2 separate regions of the Mus musculus genome follow, and region 2 is linked to region 1. The links are chromatin contacts, called in public HiChIP or PLAC-seq maps. All regions are on one chromosome and are shown on one strand. Each heading gives the region's core, a stretch centred on a gene start, on an enhancer-like site or on the middle of the called end of the contact. The rest is flanking DNA. Distances are from core to core; before and after follow the strand shown. Region 1 holds the start of Col13a1 (collagen, type XIII, alpha 1). Region 2 holds the start of Neurog3 (neurogenin 3).

The links. HiChIP or PLAC-seq counts read pairs in DNA pulled down with a chosen protein or histone mark.
Region 2: a contact with region 1 is called in an H3K4me3 HiChIP or PLAC-seq map of embryonic stem cells, with 31 read pairs. The contact joins the promoter of Neurog3 here to the promoter of Col13a1 in region 1. A contact is called at or near these places in 7 of 39 promoter capture datasets (cranial neural crest, embryonic stem cells, hippocampal neurons and 3 more), 4 of 484 Hi-C or Micro-C datasets (all in embryonic stem cells), 6 of 115 datasets of contacts at active chromatin or transcription factors (embryonic stem cells and forebrain) and 3 of 9 other capture datasets (adipose tissue, liver and pancreatic islet).

The regions. Positions count from the first base shown.
Region 1 is chr10:61,975,920-61,981,581 of GRCm38.p6, forward strand. Col13a1 (collagen, type XIII, alpha 1) reads right to left here and starts at 3,189. Exons shown (of 41, transcript NM_007731.3): 1 at 2,430-3,189. The coding sequence starts at 2,717.
Region 2 is chr10:62,131,004-62,136,665 of GRCm38.p6, forward strand. It overlaps Neurog3 (neurogenin 3), which reads left to right and starts at 2,087. Exons shown (of 2, transcript NM_009719.6): 1 at 2,087-2,324; 2 at 2,459-3,760. The coding sequence starts at 2,460. The coding sequence ends at 3,104.

The sequences.
Region 1 (5,662 bases), core at 1,939-4,438:
CTGGAGGGGCCCCTCCGAACCGTGAGCCAACCTTAGCCCTTCTCCCTTGTGTTGTTCCGGGCAGACTATTTTTGTCACAGCAATGAGAAACTCCGCTGCCCGGCCAGTCACCAGCTCCCCTGTCTGCCAAGCGCTTTCTGTGAGAGTAGAGTGCATGACGGACTCCAGTTTGATTCTTATTTGATTCCAATAGAATAAGCCACATATGCTAGTGATTACTGTATGAGACCAGGTGGCCTTTGAGGGCCCCTTTAGCAGCCCCCAGACCGGAGACCCCGTATTTGCCAGGTTCTGTGTCAGGACAGCTCCCTCCAACATCCCCAGACTACTACCTCTAGGTGTCATTACCCCTGCAGCTAGCAAGTCCAGTTAGCTCTGTCCCCAACATCACCCCCAGCCATGGTCCCCAAATAGCCTCCTGTCAGCCTTAACTCCCATTTGAGGGACATACACATCTTTCATTAAATCCTTTGGTAGCTTCCCATTTCCCCACTTCTCCATCTGGCAGTCCCTTTTTGACCTGGGTTGCCTCTCCCAGTTCCCATGGTTTAGATCGCCATTCACAGCCCCCAAAGCAGCCCTGCCCCCACCTCTAGCTCCATCCTCCAGAGCCCATTCCCTGGGTGGTGGTGGGGTTGTCTTAGCACAAAGCCTGATGCTTGCCCCCTCGTGCCAGGCAAACTCCTATTCACACCTCCTGGTCTTGCCCTAAAAATCACTTCCTCAGGAACCCACCTTATGTTGTATATAAGACATTTCCTGGCCGGTTTTCCTCTATTATTGTAACGATTCCCTCCAGACACGGTGTCTACTCATTTTCTTTCTCTGTCCCACTCAAGTTCAGGAAGACTGAAGTGTTCCCCCGGAGCAGTTGTCCCCCACCCCACCTCTGCTAGCTCTCAGCGATGGGTGCAGAGTAAGGAGGCTTAGCTCTAACACTGGATGTCATCATATGGCCCTGAACAACCTACTGCCCGGCTCAAGAACTTGGTTTTTTCCCCCTCTGTAAAATGGGGTCACTTCTTATCATCTTTGGGGTGCTTCTCAGTTCGAGAGGCGAGGGTCAAAGAGTCATCAGGGTAAACAGAAGCTTCTGCTTGAAGCAGGGGACTCGACAGGAGAGACAAACGGGAGGCCTGGAGGTCTGGCACAGGGATGCACAAGAGGAGGCCTTTGCCACCCTCTTCAGTCCACACAGTGCCCCTCCCCCACTCGGCAAGCCCAGAGCCCAGAGACTGCCCCCAAGCCTAGGGAACTGTGGGTGGCCTGACTGAGTCTTCTTAGTTCTGACCAGTCATGGCAATGGGCTGTAGCAGCAAGCGTGGGCCACCCTCTATGCTGTAGCCTGTGACTTCCCCCATGGGGCCATCTAGGGAATTACTATAAAAGAAGCACCCAAGAGAAACCTAACTGCGGGAGAGACCTAACCAACCCAATTAGATCTGGCTAATGCTCGCCATCATTCTGTAAGCTCAGAGAGGTTACAGTATGTGTCCCAGTTTGCACAGCATCCCAATAAATCCCAAGATAGGTAGAAAAGGACAGAGCTACTTGCTGGCTTTTCAGCAGCACCCTTTCAGTTACTATCTCACACACCTCCCATTGTGCTCTTCAGATTCTCTTAGGCCGCCAGCCCCACTCCATCTTGGGTTCCGCTTTCCCTCCTTATCGCCCACACCCACACTCCGCCCCACTGGAGTCTGCATTTCCCGCCTCCCCAGGGAGGATGGCATTGCCACGAGCACTCTCAGGATTCCCCGAGCAAAGACATGCATTAGTAACTTTTTAACTACCTGGGAAGGGAGACTTTTGAGAGAGAGCTGCATCCTTTCCGCAGTTGCAGGGATTGAGTTAGGATCATTCCAGAGGCCACAGCCGGAAGAGTCATAGGTTAACGGGACCCTGAGGAGGACTGAGCCAGGAAACTCACACTTGGGCCCTAGGGGCCAGAAACAGCAAACAGGGACCAGCAAAGAGCAATCCACTTTAGAAATTGTCCCTTTAGGTCCTTAAATGGCTCACTCTCTTTCCCTGCTTCCAAATGTGACCATAAAACCAGGCAGCACTCACCCTCGTGGAGCGGACAGGGCCACCAGAGCCCCCCTGCAAGCGTGCACCCAGACTATTTCCCGCAACCAGCCCTGGCGGCCTCTGCGCACCTTTTGCGCGCCCTGCTTTTCTCCACCTGACCGCCGCGCGCGTAGGGCGCCCCCAGCGCAAGACCCCGGGGTCTCCCGGAGCTGGGAGGTCCCGCGCATGGTGCTCTGAATACCTGGCAGCTCAGCAGCGATCCCTACCCACAGTTCTAGGACAGGCAACCTGGGCGAGCGTGCAAAAGAGCGCCGGCCCGTGCCGGCCCGTGGAGTCCCGGGACTGCGCGAGGGGGCGCCTCGGGGTGGGGATAAAAGGCAGCAACAAAGGGCACAAACCTCGTCCAGCAGTTGGTTGACTCGTCCCAAAATAGCTTTCTCCATCTGCTGCTCCCCGCGCTCTGCTTCCAAGCGCAGCACCCGGGCCTGCAGCTCCGCGGTCCGAAAGTGGGCGAGCAGGCTGAGCGCCAGCGAACACAGCGCTAGAGCCAGCAGTCCGCAGCACCCGGGGCTCGGCAGCCTAGCGCACTGCTCAGCCAGCGCCACTGTCCCGGGCCCCGGAGCGCCCAGCTCCCCAGGGCCGCGGCTGCCAGAGGCTGCCGCTTTGCGGGTGCGCTCCGCCACCATGCCCTCGCGTCTTGAGAGCCAATAAATAAATAAATAGAATAAATAAAAACGAGATCCAAGAGGCGCGATCCAAACTGAGAGGCAAGGGGAAAGGGGGTTAACGTGGCTAGAGGACGTCCCTTTCCTTTGCTCGCCAAAGAGGACCGAAAATGAGCAGTCGGAGTCGGGAGCAGCCAAGAGCCACCAGCAGACGCGATCGGAGTACGCCAAAGTAAGAAAAAAGTTATTTCGAAGAATGTTCCAAGTTCGGGGATCTGGCCCCGCTCCCCACTCTTTCCCTTCTCTCTTCTGCAGAGTTCTCGGGCTGGTGCGACGCTCGGGGTCCTTCTGGGTGTTTTGTGTCTCCGGGGAGAACGGGTGTCAGTCCCCGGGCGAAGGGGCACGCATGCAGGGCCCCATGGGCAGAGGTGGGTCGTGGCTGCAGTGAGCCGCGCTGGGGCCGATTCTGGCGCCTCTGTAACTTGACACAGCCGGCGCGGCCGCGCGGATCGGATGAGCGCCGGGCGCTACTTCCCAAACTAATCTCCTGCGCCCCTCCCTCGCCCTCCTCCCGCTCCTCCTCCGCCTCCTGCGGGGCTGCGGCTGGGGTTTGTTTATTTATGCAAAGTCGCCTGGGGTGGGGGGCGTGGTGTGCGGGGCCCCGCCGACCTCGGTAGCCCCCGTCCGGGGCTCCTGGTGCCCTTTGAAGTGACACTTGGGGTTATTTATAGGCGGGGAGGGGGTATGGGGTGGAGCGGAGGCTGCGCTCCTTTTCCCGTCCAAAGATTCACACTCAAGACCTCAAAGACATAGGGACCTGGCATCACAGCACCCCGCTTTCCCAGAACATCGGGGACCCTCCTGCCACCCAATGCACCGCACCACAGCACTCCTCTTTCCTAGGGCCTGGGTGGTGGGTGGTGGTGGGTGTGGGGGACCCTGCGGGCAACCTGTTGAATCACTGTCTGGACGCCTGCTTGGTCCTGTACGTCCTGAGTTGGGAGATCTGCAGTGACAGCAGACAATCTCTCCCTCACCATTTCTACCCAGGGCCCTGCTCTTTGCAGGTGTCTCTGGTGGGACCATGCCACCAACCACAGATTCGCTCAGAGTGGTAAACCCAGCGCCTCGGGGCAGCGGTATTGACCCCCCCCCCCACCTTTTCTCTTTCAGAACTAAACCTAAAGACCTACAGAACAGAAATTTATCAGGGGTCACGCCCATCGCCCGGGTTTATCCTAGGATGTCTAACAGGCGCGGGCGGGTGCGGGGAGGGGGGCGGGACTCTTATTTATGTTGAGCTGAGACGCATAGCAGACTAGCCAACCTAGGATTGCAAGCCATCAAAGGCGGGCAGTTCTCATACATACACACTCCATCTCCCCTTATCCACCTCAAAGCTAACCCTGTGGTGGCTTCCTTGACTGCCACGAGCTAGTGGTCTTTGGGAGTTCTGCATTTGGTATTTTCCTCTCTTTTCTACCCCCGCTCCCCACTTTGAGTGACGTTTGTCAGTAGACTTTTCATTTCCTTGTGCCTCTAGACACTCCTGAAAATGAGGTGGTGGGGCTGAAGCATCGGGCAGGGGAGGGTAGGCTGGCCCTTGAACTGTGAACCGGAAGTGGGGGGTGACAGAGGTGTGGGAGTGAGCGTCCTTTCCTAGTAACAAGGCAAACTTTACATTTTGCATGTTGACCAGTGAGAAGGAGCGTTATATGCAATGCAAACATTAGTGTGGAGTGCACACCTAACGGAATGGGAGCTTGTAATACAGTACTTATATAGACTTAATGTAAGACTGACTGCTAGGTAGTTGGATACCACGGAGAACTACTACGAGGCTAGAAAGCAATGCAGCTGACAGGACTGGTGCCCAGGAAGTCCCAATGTCAAGATTTCCTTGATGTGTCTCATTAACAAACAGGCCTCTGGGTCTCCAGCCTGGTCAAGGGATATCTCCTCCCAGTACAAATGCCTGAGAACTCAGAGGCACTCAGAACCACTAGGGGGCGCTGGAGAGTTTCTCAGCAGCAGTGTTCACTACAGGAAATTGAGCAAGTTGAGGCTTCTTCACGCCCTGCCCGGATCAGTCTGAAATGCCGTTTGAACTGACACAGCAAAACTGAAAACATTTCGGGCCTGAAGTATTTTTGAGATTGGTGTTTCAAGACTCAGGTAGCCTTGGTGTGGTAGCCTGAGTTGAGCCTCGCAATGGAAAAAAAAAGTTCAAACCCAAGGCTCTAAGTGACCCCATGCAGTCAGAAAAATGAATGAAAAAAAAGCCCTTTTCCGATGGTGGGTTTAAAATAAACCAGGTGTAGTGGTACGAGTCTGTAATCCATGCACTTGGAAGGCAGAGGCAGGGGGATGGTAAATTCAAGGTCATTCGTGGTCACATGGTGAGTTTGAGGGCAGCGAGGGCTATATGAGATCTCATTTCAAAGAAAAGCTAACTAAATAAAATGGGCTTATAATAAAGGATCTAGATTTTTCAGGAGGATTTAAAGAAGAGGTGAATGTAACGCAGACAGTAGGCACTCAGTAAGTAAGTAGTATCTCATAGGAGCTCATGGCTGCAGGTGCAGGCTGACACACACACCCCTGCTGCCTCCTCCATCTACAGAATGGGAAAAAAATTGGACCCAGGAGGACAAAATGATGACAGACAGTGTGCACCTCTCCATAGCTGGAGGGAGTTTTGCAACAAGTGAGCTTTGACTGAGCTGAGGGACCCCCTTACCGTTTCTTCTGCATTGTCTCAATATCTTCCTCTGGAGGTTCTTTGGGGCAGGGGTGGCTTGGTTTTTGTTCTATTTTTCTATTTTAGGCATCATTTCCCCTTGGATCAATGTTGGAACAAAATTAGGCTTGGTTTGAGTCCTAGCATCTAAGGACTCAGAGGTGAGAAGCAGCTAAGCCATGTGCCCATACAGCTGATACATGAGAGCCATGAACGAGAAGACACT
Region 2 (5,662 bases), core at 837-3,336, 150 kb after region 1:
ACTCATCTAATCCTGCCAGTTTTCAAAGACTCGGAACAGCCTCTATTCTCTGCATTTTGGGGGTGTCTCTCATTCTTCCCAAAGCAAATCATGCCATCCAAGGGGGCGGGGGGTGATCTAGGTCTCAGAGTCTTAGGCTTTGGATTCTTCATAGTTCTGATAGGATTTGCCCTGCGACCTTGGGCAAATCACTTCCTTCTGGGGACTTGGCTTTTCCATCTGTAAAAAGGGCCTTACGCCTCCATTCCTGGGACCAGAAGACACTTGCTTGAAGCAAGGCACAACCTAAAGGAAGGCCTACTAGCAGGAGATAGAACCTGAGGACCCAGTTCACAGGAAGGTCTACCCTTGCCTGCAGATTCAATTTCTCTGCAGTAGGGAAGGAATTCCCTCCTCACTCTCGATCATTTTAGGGATAGTGTTATGCCCCCACCCAATCCTACCACCTCCCCTCCTGCTGAGTGCCAAGCAAGCCATCCTCTGCCCAGGGGATTTTGTAGTGCTCCCTCCTCTTCCTTGCAGCCCAGGCGGCCAGTGGTCATCATAGAGTCAAGTCACACACCTACCCCGACCCTGACTCTACGCCTTCAGCCTCCCAGCCAGGGTATGGTCCCTTCTACAATATCCAGGAGCTTCGGAGTTAGAGAACGTACTAGAAAGCTTAGAGTTACTGCCAAGAATCTTTAACTCCCAGCCATAGCTTCCTCCCATGCACATCCTGACTAGAAAGCTGGGGGGGGGGGGAGGGAGGGAGGGAGGGCAGGAGAGAGAGAGAGAGAGAGAGAGAGAGAGAGAGAGAGAGATCAGCGGAAGCCACAACCCCTCACCCTGAGTGACCGGAAACAGAAGACCACGGGGTGTCAGGGACAAGAAGGGCGGGTCTGCAGGGAAGAAAGGACAATGTCTTAAGGCTCACAGGAAAGATTTCCAGATAGCTTAAGATAACCTCTTAAGAGGGACAAACTAGAAGTCTCCCTGCCCTGGGCTCACCCACAGTTCAGGAGTGATGGGGAGGGAGGGGGCGGGAAGGAGTAGGACTAGGTGAAGCTGCTAGTCCTCTCTGGTCTGTGATTGGACAGGGGCACTAAAGGGGGCAGAAAGTAGATCTGCTTTTCTCCCAGGGCCTGCACACGGAGGCATTGAAAAGACAAAAAAGGCTAGCAGAGAACAAGTCCCTCCTTGACCTTTCCCTATCACCTGCCTCTCGGGTCAGGCCTTCCCGATAGCATCCATAGTGGGGCGGGGCGTGATGAGATGCCCCCTCTGCACTCTCTCTACAACCACCCTCGCCTCCGGAATAGAACCCAATGTCTCGGATGAGGACTATGGTGGGGGTTTTCAAGGTCTGGTCTGGGGGCTGGAGGGTTGGATCCCAAGGTGATATTGAACCTGGCCAAGCAATAGTTTCTGAGTAGAAAGGACTTGAGCAGGGACCGTCTCTGGTCACTCTGTCCTCTTTCCCAGGATGGAGTCAGTCTGTGAAACATGGTTGCACACACATTTCCTGACCCAACCCATAGTGGCGGAGAGCTGGATAGCACTTTGAACTAATGGGCGCTCCTCCCAGCTGCCAGCCAAGAAGACACTTGACTCCTTGATCGCTGGTTCATTTAGACAAGCCGTTTCCCTCTCTGAGCCAAAAGACCCCATGTGTAATACTCAAAGAAGAGGCCTTCCTTATATATATATAGGCACCCCCAAACCTCCTTCATGCTACCAAGAAAGGGTCTGGACACATGCCAAAAAGAAAGAGGAAAAGGCAAAGCTCTCCCCAGCGGCCGGACGGGACTCTTCTGGCTGGGCGAGGCTCTTTGAGGAACCGAGAGTTGCTGGGACTGAGCCCGCGACGGGGGAGGCGTGGAGTGGGGGAACAAACAGAGTGCTGCTCCCCTCCCCCGACCCCTGCCCTTTGTCCGGAATCCAGCTGTGCTCTGCGGGTGGGGGTTGTGGGGGGAGGAGCGGGCTCGCGTGGCGCAGCCCCTGGGCCCCCTCCGCTGATTGGCCCGTGGTGCAGGCAGCAGCCCGGCAGGCACGCTCCTGGCCGGGGGCAGAGCAGATAAAGCGTGCCAGGGGACACACGACTTGCATGCAGCTCAGAAATCCCTCTGGGTCTCATCACTGCAGCAGTGGTCGAGTACCTCCTCGGAGCTTTTCTACGACTTCCAGACGCAATTTACTCCAGGCGAGGGCGCCTGCAGTTTAGCAGAACTTCAGAGGGAGCAGAGAGGCTCAGCTATCCACTGCTGCTTGACACTGACCCTATCCACTGCTGCTTGTCACTGACTGACCTGCTGCTCTCTATTCTTTTGAGTCGGGAGAACTAGGTAACAATTCGGAAACTCCAAAGGGTGGATGAGGGGCGCGCGGGGTGTGTGTGGGGGATACTCTGGTCCCCCGTGCAGTGACCTCTAAGTCAGAGGCTGGCACACACACACCTTCCATTTTTTCCCAACCGCAGGATGGCGCCTCATCCCTTGGATGCGCTCACCATCCAAGTGTCCCCAGAGACACAACAACCTTTTCCCGGAGCCTCGGACCACGAAGTGCTCAGTTCCAATTCCACCCCACCTAGCCCCACTCTCATACCTAGGGACTGCTCCGAAGCAGAAGTGGGTGACTGCCGAGGGACCTCGAGGAAGCTCCGCGCCCGACGCGGAGGGCGCAACAGGCCCAAGAGCGAGTTGGCACTCAGCAAACAGCGAAGAAGCCGGCGCAAGAAGGCCAATGATCGGGAGCGCAATCGCATGCACAACCTCAACTCGGCGCTGGATGCGCTGCGCGGTGTCCTGCCCACCTTCCCGGATGACGCCAAACTTACAAAGATCGAGACCCTGCGCTTCGCCCACAACTACATCTGGGCACTGACTCAGACGCTGCGCATAGCGGACCACAGCTTCTATGGCCCGGAGCCCCCTGTGCCCTGTGGAGAGCTGGGGAGCCCCGGAGGTGGCTCCAACGGGGACTGGGGCTCTATCTACTCCCCAGTCTCCCAAGCGGGTAACCTGAGCCCCACGGCCTCATTGGAGGAATTCCCTGGCCTGCAGGTGCCCAGCTCCCCATCCTATCTGCTCCCGGGAGCACTGGTGTTCTCAGACTTCTTGTGAAGAGACCTGTCTGGCTCTGGGTGGTGGGTGCTAGTGGAAAGGGAGGGGACCAGAGCCGTCTGGAGTGGGAGGTAGTGGAGGCTCTCAAGCATCTCGCCTCTTCTGGCTTTCACTACTTGGATCCCTAGCCCTCTCACAGGGCTTAACTAGGCTTCTCATCGGTACCCTTGCTGCTGCGCACAGCAGACATTGGGGGCTGCTCTTCTCTTAACTCTCCTCGGTGCAGCCACATCAAACTCTCGCTCCAAGCATTTGAGAATGGTAGCACTACCTAGTTGGAGACTCCCATACTTCCTGGTGAGTCTGCCCTCATTCAAATCTGCCGGCCTCCGACCATCCATCACTTTTTCCAGGGTGACCTAATCCAGTGTTGCGTCTTACCTCACTGGCTCCTCCATCCAGCTCTTGGCCCATAGATGATGTTCGTCGTCTTTACTGCCCGCTACATGCAGGGTTTCTGAGCTTCTCCATTCTGCCTTAGTCCACGAAGGTGATCTGCCTTCTTCTGCACTTTTCAAGTCGTTACCCTTCCCCCAAGGGAGACCAGGCTGTGAACCGGAAAGCCCTAGCCTATGGCTAGAGCATCTCTCCAACTTGTCTCCCGTGTCTAAAGTGTGAGTTGCAGGGACGGTTCCTGAAGCACTGTTTGTCTCCCTAAAAAGGAAAAAAAAAGAAAAAGAAATCAGTTTGTAAATGATATAATGCCTTTTGAAATGAATTTTGTTATGGTAAATTATATGCCTCCTGCCCCATTTTTACACATTTGTATTTATTGATGCTATTTCGTGGTAGGAGAGTTTATATTTTGTACATAAGAGTATCAAGGACTGGTGATTGAGATTTTGAGCTAACAAATAAAAGATGAACGTCGAGAATCTTCACAAGGTGACTCCATTGTGCGCAGAGAAGGGGAGGAGGGTGACAGCCCAGGCTGGGGGTGTCTAGAGTAATTCTACTCTGCAGAGCGAGAGGAGAGGAGCAAGGGGAGACTTTCCTAGGGAATCTCTGGGACCTCTCTGCCTCCCGTGCTGGGCTGGAGGTGGGGCAGACTGTTGGCAGAGAGTATGAAGTCTTTAGTCAGGGGCTCTTGTTTTCTCTATGGGACTTGCCTATTTCCAACAGCAGTTTAAAAGAAAGGCAAATCTCTTAACTGGGGCTAGTGATTTTATAACCCCTACACACACACACACACACACACACACACACACACACACACACCTGCTTGGATTTAGAACTACACTGCCCTTAGGAAAAGAAGTAACAATAGGAGTCCCTAGAAACACCACCCCCAGGGATCCCTCCCCTAAAGTATTGAGATACCCAAAAAGACTCTACCCCTAAGGCACATTTTGCTGACTAAATCCCTAGAAAACCATCTTTTCAAACATTTAGCAGAGAAGGTAGAGGTTCCAGCTGGGATCTCTATACCCCTAGAAACCTATACTCTGGATTGAAAGTGTATTTGCTTGCAAAGTGCCCTCCCTGGCTTTGGATCCCAGTGAGCTCTCTAGCTCTCTGGGTGGCCTGAGACTGACTCACTGTAGCACTGGAAGCTAGCTGTCCAGACGATACTAGGAGAGAACTAAGGCATGGAACTGATTTCTCCCAGAGAAGCTGCACCGAGCTATTAGAGAACTGCACAGCTTATCTCTTGGGGCCAAGATAATGGAAAGCAGATCTCCAGGGACCAACCCAAAGGAGGAAGAAAGAAGCCAAGCCACCCAGGTGGATTGCTGTCAGTGAGTGGTCTGTATGCAGATTGCCTCTATGCTGGAGTTTATGGTGGCAGTTTCTCAGACTCTGATGCTAATGCCTCTGGTGTCTCTTCCATGCCCTCCCCCTCAACCTGAACAGTTTCTCTATTCCCAAGTCCCTAAAGGAAGCTCAGCGGAGCTGTCTTCCTTATCTAGGATAGGGGTTGTTGGAGGGGGGCGGGAAGGGGACACTGCAAACAAGCGTATGAACAGAGCGTTGTTTCGGTTGGTAGCTTTAATCTGGGAGGGGGAGATTAATGGGTTATTGGAAACCTCAACAGCAGCCAACTTTCCACCTGGGGCACTGCCTGGGAGCAGGTGTCAACAGCTCCCTGCTGTACACAGATCAAGCCAGTTATGTGTTGGGTAAGGGGAGTGGGGGAGGAAAGGGGGTGGGGTATAGGCAAATCTTTGAAAAGCAGGAATGTTCCCTCCCCCGGCCTTCTGAGACAGTAGAGTACAGAGACAAAAGTCTCTCAAGAACAAAGTAACATTGTTGCTACTTGAGAATGAGCCACAGGTGGAGGGTGAGACAGCTACCTGGGCTTGGACTGCAGAAGGCTTGCCCAAAGATGTCCTTGGTGGGGGGGGGGGGGCGGGGAGTCAATATATGGATTGCTGAAGCAGAAAGATCACTTTTCCTGCACCAGACTGTGGAAAGGAAAGTAGCATTTCTCTAGAGTGGCTGGGAGCTCCTTTGGTACAAGCTAGAGAGAATCGGACAATGGAGAAGGCTGAGGCGCGTCCACTATCCACCCTCTCAGAGTTTCTAAGCACTCGCTAATGGAAGTGGGCACACACACA